2 separate regions of the Mus musculus genome follow, and region 2 is linked to region 1. Evidence: chromatin contacts called from public HiChIP or PLAC-seq data. All regions are on one chromosome and are shown on one strand. Each heading gives the region's core, a stretch centred on a gene start, on an enhancer-like site or on the middle of the called end of the contact. The rest is flanking DNA. Distances are from core to core; before and after follow the strand shown.

Evidence for each region. HiChIP or PLAC-seq counts read pairs in DNA pulled down with a chosen protein or histone mark.
Region 2: a contact with region 1 is called in an H3K4me3 HiChIP or PLAC-seq map of bone marrow-derived macrophages, with 2.7 times the contacts expected there. The contact joins the promoter of Vps54 here to the enhancer-like site in region 1. A contact is called at or near these places in 1 of 484 Hi-C or Micro-C datasets (nephron progenitors), 4 of 115 datasets of contacts at active chromatin or transcription factors (CD8 T cells, bone marrow-derived macrophages and embryonic stem cells) and 3 of 9 other capture datasets (adipose tissue, embryonic stem cells and liver).

Annotation. Positions count from the first base shown.
Region 1 is chr11:21,006,872-21,011,820 of GRCm38.p6, forward strand. No RefSeq gene overlaps it. Among named protein-coding and RNA genes, the nearest start is that of Peli1, 82 kb to the right of the region's middle. Within about 2 kb of position 2,845, at least 9 of the 459 cell types and tissues checked have an H3K27ac peak or open chromatin away from gene starts, as enhancers often do. A contact at or near this core is called in bone marrow-derived macrophages, where this site is marked.
Region 2 is chr11:21,236,347-21,241,295 of GRCm38.p6, forward strand. Vps54 (VPS54 GARP complex subunit) reads left to right here and starts at 2,686. Exons shown (of 23, transcript NM_139061.5): 1 at 2,686-3,025.

The DNA.
Region 1 (4,949 bases), core at 1,595-4,094:
TGGAATTTGAAGTCTGGACCCAGAGAATTTTCAGTTCCTTCACTTTACATTTGAGTAAACTTAAAATGAACTTCTCCGTCTCTGGGGGTTGGCTCAGGAAGTAGAAGGTTCCAACTCAAGTAGAATGCTGAGGAGGAAGAATTGTAAATGGCGCAAGGAAAGCTCTGGGAGGAGACAAGTTTTCGTGGAGAGGGCATGAGCTCAGGGGTGGGGTGTGGGGGACTGTTCCGGCTTCAGATCCAACCTTAACTCACTGTCTAGACCTTCAGCAATATAACTGCTCCCAAACTCATTTTCCAAACTCAGCTATAAAATGAAAATGATCATTTTGTAGCATTTGTAGAAATGGAAGATGTGATTTTAGCTGGTCATTAATTGGCATTTGGAAATAAAACGACAAACAAGATGTCGGTTATAGCTATTCCTCTGAGAAAAGTAGAGTGTCAGAGGTGGCATGAAGGTAAACGCAAGCAGGGCATTCAGCTTGCAGGTCTCAAGCATGTGTTCACCTGTATGAGGAAATGCTGTCCAGCCACTCACAAGGAAATGTCACCCTGGAGCGATGCCCTTGACACAGCAGGTTGTCCCCTTCTCCTCACCGTGTATGATGCATCTGCCTGATCATTTAGCATAAGCCACATAGACTGCATTTTTATAATGGGTTCCAAGACCAAGGGCAGAAAGATTTTTAAAAAAGAAACAAGTATGTTACTTTATGATTCCTGTATGATTTGCAGTTAAGAAGGGTTTTCTTCCAACCAAAATCTACAGTAAAGCAGAACTTGGATTTTGTTTGAGAATGCAAGAGTTGATAATATCTGTATGTGTGGGCACTGTTTTTTTTGGGGGGGGGTCATCCCCTCTCACATTGACCCCACTGCACAAGGAGTTACATTTTCAAATGAGAGATTCTTGGAGCACTGGGCCTCTGACCCAGGAGACTGCAGATTCCAGATAGCACCAGTATAGAAAGCATCTGAAAGCCAGAAGTACAGAGCAGTTACCTGCCAACCGATTCTGGCTGCATAGGTGATATTTGAAGATCAGCAACAACCAACCATACAGAAAACATAAGAATTACCTCTAAAGGGCAGCCATATTCAAAAAGGAAAAGAAGGTGGAATGATTCTAAATTTAAAAAGAGAACCAAACCCCACAGTGACCAGCCTCACCTTCAGTTTGCTGTGAGTCAGAAGACTCCAGGTTGAGGAAAGCCAGGGTAAGCGTTAAATGAGTTTTCCAACCTGTGTTTTCCTTTAACATGATCAAGGAAGTTTTCTCAACAATAAAAGCAAGAAATTTCACCCTCAAAGATATTTTTTCAGCTTAAAGAAACCGCTCTAATTGCACCATCTCCTAGTTTTTTTTTCTAAATTAAATTTCACATTTACAAATGTGGGATCAACAAACCAGTTCTGCCATTGTTTTTAGATTGCAGGTGAACCCCTGGATGGCCTGGGGCAGAGAACACTGGAAACGCTTTTACTTGAAGGGCTGGGTCTCCTCTGCTTTCTGATCAGGATGCTCCTCCATCCTTCTCCTGACTTTTCCTTTTATCTAGTCAAATGCTTCCTGGACATCTCTGCCAGACGTCCCATTCTCAAACTCACCATGCACACTAAGACAGTCTTCTCTGTAGCATGCCCTCTCTTGGAATGCTCATCCCAAGCAGTGCGGAGCTTCATCTACACACAGGGACCTCAACACAGTTTTACAAGCGCACAGAGGAGACTCTGAGGATAGTAGCAATTTGCAACGAGGTAGGAAGGCAGGGAGTGATTCCTAGAGACGTAAGCAATCAATCATAGAGACACCAGAGTGAAAGGAAACTATCATCTGTATCATTAGCTAGGATGTGGTAAGCCATACAAAAAAAAACAAAGAAAAGTAATTTAAAAAAATGGACAACCACAGCAAAAACCATACCAACTGTTCCGTTTTCCTGCAAGAGAGACTGGGGGTCCTATCAACCCCTTCCTGCAACTCAGAGTCAGAGATGTGCATGGCCTGGTATAGGGACAAGAGGGAATGCACATGAGGTCAGACCTCACCATAGGTCCAGCGAACCAGAAGCATCAGACCTCAGATCAGATTTCCACTGTTCTGCTGTTGAGAATTTGGGTCACTGTGTTGAAGATTGTCCCAAGAGGCTTGCCTATAGTCACACATTGTCAGGAAACTCTCCTGTAGTCACTCCATAAATTTTCTTTCCCACAGGACTATTTCTTAGGCCCCCCATGAAGGAACTGTAACGGGACTACATTTACTGTGTTAGTGTGTTCCATGGGTTGTAGAATTACTCAGAACTCACCCAGCAACTGAGAACCAGGCAGATCCCCTGTGCTAAAAAAAATGATCTGAAAGGAAATTCAAAAGAAATTAGAGCCCCACAACCTCAGATGAACCTCAAAGTTGTCATCAGTGCCACCATGATTCAGGCAGAGATGAAAGAACTGTGCGTAGCTCAGGCTAGCAGGGTGAGGTGCATGCTCCTTTGAAAGGGGCTATCTTGAAGAGATAGCTGAAGCTCAGCTTTAGAGGACCCAAATCTTGACCCTGATGAGAACTGAAGGAATCACATACTGACTTTAAGTAGCTTGGCCTAATGTCACACATTTAGCAACAAAAACAAAAACCTTTATACTGTTTATAGGCAGTCAGCATTTATTTTTTGGCTCAAAGTTTCTCTAGTGTTTCCTGTGGATAGAATTTTTAAAAAAGTAAATTTAGTTAAAAAAAAAAAAAAAAAAAAAAACATTGGGTCATTGTCCCAAGCTAACAGCAAACGAAACTAGGACATGCCTTCTCAGCTGTTAGGGAAGAGGAAATGAGCTGGTGAGCCCAGGGTTTACTCCTTCCTCTACAACAAGCATGCTTTAGGAAGATGTAAAGAGAGAGATCTGGCGACCAGTGGGAACCCAGGGGTCAAAACGTGTAGTGGAGAGATGGAGGGTAGACAGTATCAGGAGAAACAGACAAGGCAAAGGTACAGCCAACTGACCACCTAGAGGGGCTAGGCCAGGCAAGTGTGTGACAGCATGATGAGCATATGGCGCTTGCCTTTAATCCCAGCACTTGGGAGGCAGAGGCAGGTGGCTTTCTGAGTTCAAGGCCAGCCTGGTCTACAGAGTGAGTTCCAGGACAGCCAGGGTTATACAGAGAAATCTGGTCTCGAAAAACCAAAAAAAGAAAAAACGGGGGAAAAAAAAAAAAAGGTGTCAAATCACCGGATAGTGAGGGTGGGAGCAAGAAGGGCAGAGAGTGTGGTCTGCAGCACAGCTTAGGGCTCAAGTAAGCATAGCGTTCTCAAATTGCCCAGGGCCCATGCTTCCTCACCGTGACAGCATCCCAGCGCCACGGCTGGACTCCCTCTGCTTTCTCTCTGGGTCCAGCCTTTCTCCTTATTTGCTGGATACCATTTATTGGCCCTTCGACTTCTGATACGACTCCAACTTCAGTAGTATTTGCCCCAGATGGTTTCCACTGTGACATTCCCCTGTTTGGGGCCAGGTTTGTCCATTCAAAATATAAATTAATAAGAAGGAAGATGAGGGTGTAGCTTGGTAGTAGAGCTCTTGTCTAGTATGTGCCTAGGCCCTCGGTTCAATCGCCGGACTAAATGCTTTGCTGCTTGTGGGGCAGAGTTAAGCATTTCTGTTGAGACTCATTTCCTTTTCAGACCAAATCCATATGGTAGGTGGTAACAACAGATGAAGAAGCAGAGGGTAATGGCGCCACATTCACGGAGCTTCTAAAGTGGGCAAGCAGGATTCTGAATTCAAATGTCTGACTTTTAATTACTGTGCTATACTAAATAAAGAATGGGGTGGGGTAGGTTGGGGGTGGGAATAAAGACAATATAGTTTCGAGATCTAAAATAAAGAAATGTGCAGAGCAGTTGTGATCACAAGAGCAAGGAGATTTGTAAAGCTGGAGGTGCCACTGAAGGAGAGAGACCTCCAATTATGCGCACAGGCACATCTCCTTCTGTTAACTGAACAAACTCAGAGAGAAGAGATGTCTGAATTTTCTGGGTAGAATTTGCCTTGCACTGTCTGGTGGGTGGAGTGGGGATTTGAAGCCTCTTCAACTGCAGCACCTAGGCCCTAAGTCAGGAAGGACCCAAGCGCTTGGGCCGTGAGAGGCAGCAGGGAGGATGTCTGAAGTCAGCAGAGCTCACAAAACAAGAACTGCGAATGCTTTGGCCCATCCTTTCCCAGGCTCCCAACTGCCAGAAACTCACTGGCAGGCCGGGCCCCACACTCTTATGAATATTCATGACTGCCCCAAAGCCGCTTGGCTGGGCAGGCTCCTAACTCCAGTCTACCATCTGACCCCAATGCTTTGAAGGCTATGAATGCGGCCCAACACAGAATTGCGAACATTTTGAATTTCTAAAAGTGATCTTCTTTTTGCGGGTTCTGTTTTGTTTAATTTTGGTTTTGTGTTCTGCTACCTGAATTTTGTAAATGACAAGATGGCGTGTCAATGCCAAAAGTTTGGACACCCCTGCTCGGGGTTCAAAGACCTAAGAGTCTTCTGACAGGGAGTTAGAAGGAAGGAGGGAGCTCTTTTTTGAAGACTAATAGAAGAGCACACAGTGTGGACTTAGAGTGAAGTCTGCAACTGCTAAGCTAAGGGCCCCCCTTTATGAAGGTCACTCCCTGCATGTATGGTGCAGAATCATGAGAAACAGACAGGCTACTCACTGGGGCTTCTGTGCTGTCTTTATAACTCACACATGTGGCTAGACATGCATTTCAACTTCTGCAGGCTCTATCCCACCTGATACAGGGTTGAGACATTGGTGTCAGTCCATGTTACAGACTATCCATTTTTTAAAACCGTTAAAGAAGCAACCAGATGGACCATATATTAATACTTGTATTTTGTTTTCTTGATTTTGACTGATGGAGAGATCTTCCAGCACTGATAACATGAATGTAGAG
Region 2 (4,949 bases), core at 1,436-3,935, 230 kb after region 1:
CCAGCCAGCTCCCGAATAATGATACAAAGACTTATTATTTATTATAGCTTAGGCCTTAGCTGGCTGGTTACTTCCCAGCTAGCTCCTCTAACTTAAATTAACTCGACTATTCTAGTCCATGTTTGCCATGTGGCCCATTACCCCTCATTCAGTCCTGGCATCGTCTTCCTGCTGGCAAATCCTCCCTTCTCAGTTGTTCCTCAGAGACACTCTTTTTGCCTGGAACTTCTGCCTTTCCTCTCCTGCCTCAGCTATTGGTTGTCAGCTTTTTATTAAGCCAATCAGAAGGTAAAGGAAGTGTATATTTACAAAATACTGAGGCATTTTATGATCCGTAAAAATAACCATAACAAAATTCAGCCAGTATTCAACTCTCTGTCTCTACAGAAATCACCATTTGAATGATACAAAGACAAGTTTTACACAGTGCACATTAAGATTACCTCAATGATGTTTCTGTGTAAACTTTTCTTGTTTTTACAAGAAATCAAAGATTTAAGAGGACTTTAAAGCCAGGTGGTGGTTGCACTTGGGAGGCAGAGGCAGGTGAATCTCCAGGTTTGAAGCTAGCCTGGGCTACAGAGTAAGATTCAGGACAGACAGGCTATACACTGCCTCAACAACCCCCTCCAAAAGGATTAAAAATCTTTTTTATAATTAGAAAACTTGTTAGTTTTTTCTAACTTGACATAAGCAAGAGTCATCTGGGAAGAAGGACGCCTGACTGAGGGATTGCCTTCACCTTGTGGCCTAAAGGCAAGTCTGTGAGACATTTCCTCCCTTAATGACTGATGTGCGAGAGCTGGGCTAACTATGGTGGTGCAAATGGTCCTGAGTGGGATAAAAAAGCAAGCAGAGCAAGCTCTGGGATAGAAGCCAGGCAGCAATAGTGTTCTCAGGTCTCTGTTTCCGGTTGACTCTTTGCTCTGACTTCCCTCAGTGACACTATGACCTCGGAGTTGAGAGAAGAAATAAACCCTTTTCTCTTCAAGTTGTTTTTGGTCTTGGTGTTTTACCACAGCAATGGAGAAGCAAACTAGAACATGTATTTATTATTTGTTGGATGTATTCTTACCCTCTTTATTGTAGAGTTTTTTTTTTTTTTTTCCTCTTTTCTTTTTGAGATAGTCTCACATTACCCAGGCAGGCCTTGAGTGTCCCATGTGGACTCTGAGGGTGGCTTTGAACTCCTGATCCTCAAGTCTCTACTCCAAAATGCTGGGATTACAGGACTGCTCCATTGTGCCTGGCTCCATTGTAAAGAGTTGAATTCAGAAAAATATAGCGCAGGACTTTTCTTTTGGCTAATCTTTTGTGTTTTCCTTTCTCTGTGTCCTTTCTGTCCTTCAACCATACCTTTTTTTTTTTTTCTTGTTTTTTTTTTTTTTTTTTTTTTTTAGACAGGGCTTCTCTGTGTAGCCCTGGCTGCCCTGGAACTCTGTAGACCAGGCTGGCCAGGCTGGCCTCAAAACTCAGAAATCTGCCTGCCTCTGCCTCCCAAGTGCTAGGATTAAAGGCATGCGCCACCACTGCCTGACCAACCATACCTTTTTGGTGAGTAAATTAACAAAAGCTGTTAGCAATTTTCAATGACTTACTAAGACCAAGACTTGCATCAGTTTCTTTTTCCAGTTAACTACTGAGTTACATTTTCACTTTTGCTTTGTAAAACAGACTTTTGAAATGCATGAAACTTATTTGTAGGCTAAACAGTTCCAAAATGGAATAAAATCTTCATAAAGTTAAGAAAGACCCTCAAGTAATTAAGACTTTTTTTCTTATTTTTCCAGACCTTGGTGGCTCTGAGTCTCAAGACTCCTGAATCAACCAAAGGTGATTGGAGACTTATAAACATATTGTAGTCTAAGACACCCTATCTTGCAGATGGTAATTTTACTAGTAAGATCACAATTCTCTCTGAACTCAGCCTAATTGGAAATGCTGTTAGGAATCACAAATAGATTTTAATAATAAGCACACACACCCAAGTTTTTCAGATTTTTAAAGGGCAGGGACAACTGACTTATGCGCCTGAGAAATGTGACAGGTGATTGGAAGCCAGGAACTGGGGGGACAGGGTAGCCTCAAAAGGCCTTAAGTGCTGGAGGCCAGTGGGGTATCTGGAGTTGACCTTTCACCTTTGAAAGGCATTAATTTTGGAGACGGAGCCATGTTTGTTTACTATGAGGGGCTGAGGGAGTCAGGGCAGGCGGAAGCTAGGGCTTTAGTGGGTGTAAGCGGCCGGGAGTCAGTTGGTCTGGGGGGCGAGGGGTCCGCTCCCGCCCGCTCGCCAGGGAAGGCGGAAGGCAACGCTCGGCTTCTTTGGACAACCTGGGCGGGGGGGGGGAACCGTGCGAGCTGGAGCGCAGATCCGAGACGACTCCTGCCTTTACGAGGACGACAGGGGGAGGCACGGGGCAGCCACGCGGGGTCGTCCCCGCTCTGGGGTCGCTAGCTCTGCGGCGGCCGCGCCAGGCCCTGTCGGAGCTGCGCGGCGACTCCCGGTCTGGCCGCGGCCCTCCCGCCCCGGCGACGCCGCGGTGGATTGTGGGCTGGGGGCTGCGGCGGCCTGGCGGCGGCGGCGGCCTGCTGCACGCTCTCCGCGGACCCAGCCGCGCCGGGCCGGTGGCGTGAGGCGGGCGGCGGCGTGGGGAGCTGAGGCGCCGGGGGCGGTGGTCGCGGCGCGGCGGCGGCTCCCCTGGAGGCCGGGGATGTGGGAGAGGCGGCGGCAGCAGCGGCGGAGGCGGCGCTGCGGACCCGGGGGAGACTGCTGGCTGACAGGACACCCGGGCGAGACGTGAGGGGCCCGCCGCGGCCGCTCTGCCCCCGAGCGGCGCTGGGCTCGAGAGGGCGGCCCTGTGCTCCCGGGCCCGCCGGCCAGCAGGCGCGGGGCGGAGGCGGGAACCGGGCTCGGACCCGGCGCGCAGGGCGGCGGCGGCCGCGGAGCAGCAGTCTCGGCGCGACGTGGAGGGATGGAGGCGGCGGTGCACTAGGCCTCGTCTGGGGCTGCCGCCCGGGACCGCAGGTAGGTGCCGGGCCCGCGCTTCGCGGCCACCCTCCCCCGACCCGGTGACCGGCGGGGCGGCGGGACCCCACCCCCTCCGTCTCCTCGGGGCTTGGAGCTGACAGAGTTTCGGAGCCGGTGACCGAGCCGAAGCTTCATCCTCCCCGCCACCACCACTTCCTTCTCGGCACTCCCAGGATCCGGGCCGGCAGCTGTGCCCCAGCCCCGGCCGGCGTCCGCAGGTGCCGCCCCAGTCCCCTCGCCCCTCTCCGGAATCCGGGACCAGCAACTTCCATCAGTCCTTGTAGACGCGGAGCCCAAACTTTCCCTGTCTCCTTTCAGCCAGGCCTGAACCCCTCTTGGAGCCTTCTAGAATAAAAACACCGCCCCCCCACCCCCCCGCCCGAGAATACTAAACCAAAGAAGAACTCGGCATTGTGCAGTTTTGCATTGTAGTTTAAATTATTTTATTTCTTTCAGTTTTGCTAACTGCTGTCTGCAGGGATACAAAGACAGGCCTTCCCTGTTCCCTGTGGGTTGTCTGGGAACTTTTGCCTGACCATTATAATTAGCTACTTGGCCTGTCCGTGTATGGCTTAGGGTGACTTTTTTTTTTTTTTTTTTAAAGAATTTTGGCCTATTAGAGTTACAAAGTGTTTCTTAAAATACCTTTTTAACCAAGTTTGGTTTTTGGTCCTTATAGAGACGTCTTTTACTTTCGAAGAATTAAATTGGGCTACTTCTGTTTTCTAATTGATTTAATTTCGGGTTCTCAAACTCAGGTCAGTCTTAATACATGTTCAGCGGGCAGGGGATATTATGATACGCTGTTTGTGGTATATGGAGAAGAAGGTGATAACTTATGCTGCAGGTCTTGATGGGCATTGAGTTTTATAAATGGGAGCTCTAATTGGAAAACTATTTGACTCCCTAGCAGTTTGGCTGGAACAGATGTAATGATAGGATATGTCTGACTGTATGTAGTACAGTGAGTTGGGTTTCCTAGAAGTGGGTATTGGTGCTCTACACTAATTATCATTAGGTAAAATTGGTCACTTTGTACTTGATAGTTGTAGTTTAGGATGTTAGATGCTAACTTTTGTATTGTCTTTTGGCTAGTTTTAAACTGTGTTCTGGCAACCTTAGAACTGTTACTATAAGTACCAGTCTGTTCACAGTAAAACTGTACACACTATCCGTGTGTTGTTGTTGACACTCATATAATTTGTTCTTGTGGTATTGCTGCTACAGCATTTGGCTTTCTAAAATGTTTTTCATTGTTTTCAAAATTATAACTGGCAAAGTTATCTAGAGTTTACTAGGAACAGAGGATTAAATTTGCATGTATTTGTGTTCTGGAAAAGCTAAATTATATTTCTGAATAAGAATTTTTATTACAATTAGATCTTATATAAACCATGAAAGGACAATTTGCAGAACCTATTCTTAATTAACTATTAACTTTTTTCCCCTACTCTTTTTAAAAACAGCTTTGTGGAGTTAACATACTGTAAAGTTCACCCATTTTAACCCAGTGGTATTTTGGTTTTACCTTGTTAAGTAAGCTCTGCTGAAGTTTTAATCCAATGCCTTGTGACTGTAAGAAAGGGACTCTCCACCAGCGATGACCAGTGCAGTTGGTTGTATTTCCTATGTGATCATCCCCATATATTATTGTGAACACCCTCTTCTCAACCCTTCTCTTCTCCTAATTTTTTGCCTCACCCCTACTGTTCTCCATGAAGCGTTAATCTACTTTTTAAATTTATTTACTTAATGTGAGTCTTTCACATAAATGATGTGAAATTATAGCTTTTTGAAAAATTATTTTAAAGTCAATATACATACATACATATATACATATATATACATACACACACACACACACACACACACACACATATATATATACATATATATATAAAAATTGGGCCAGGGAGTAAGA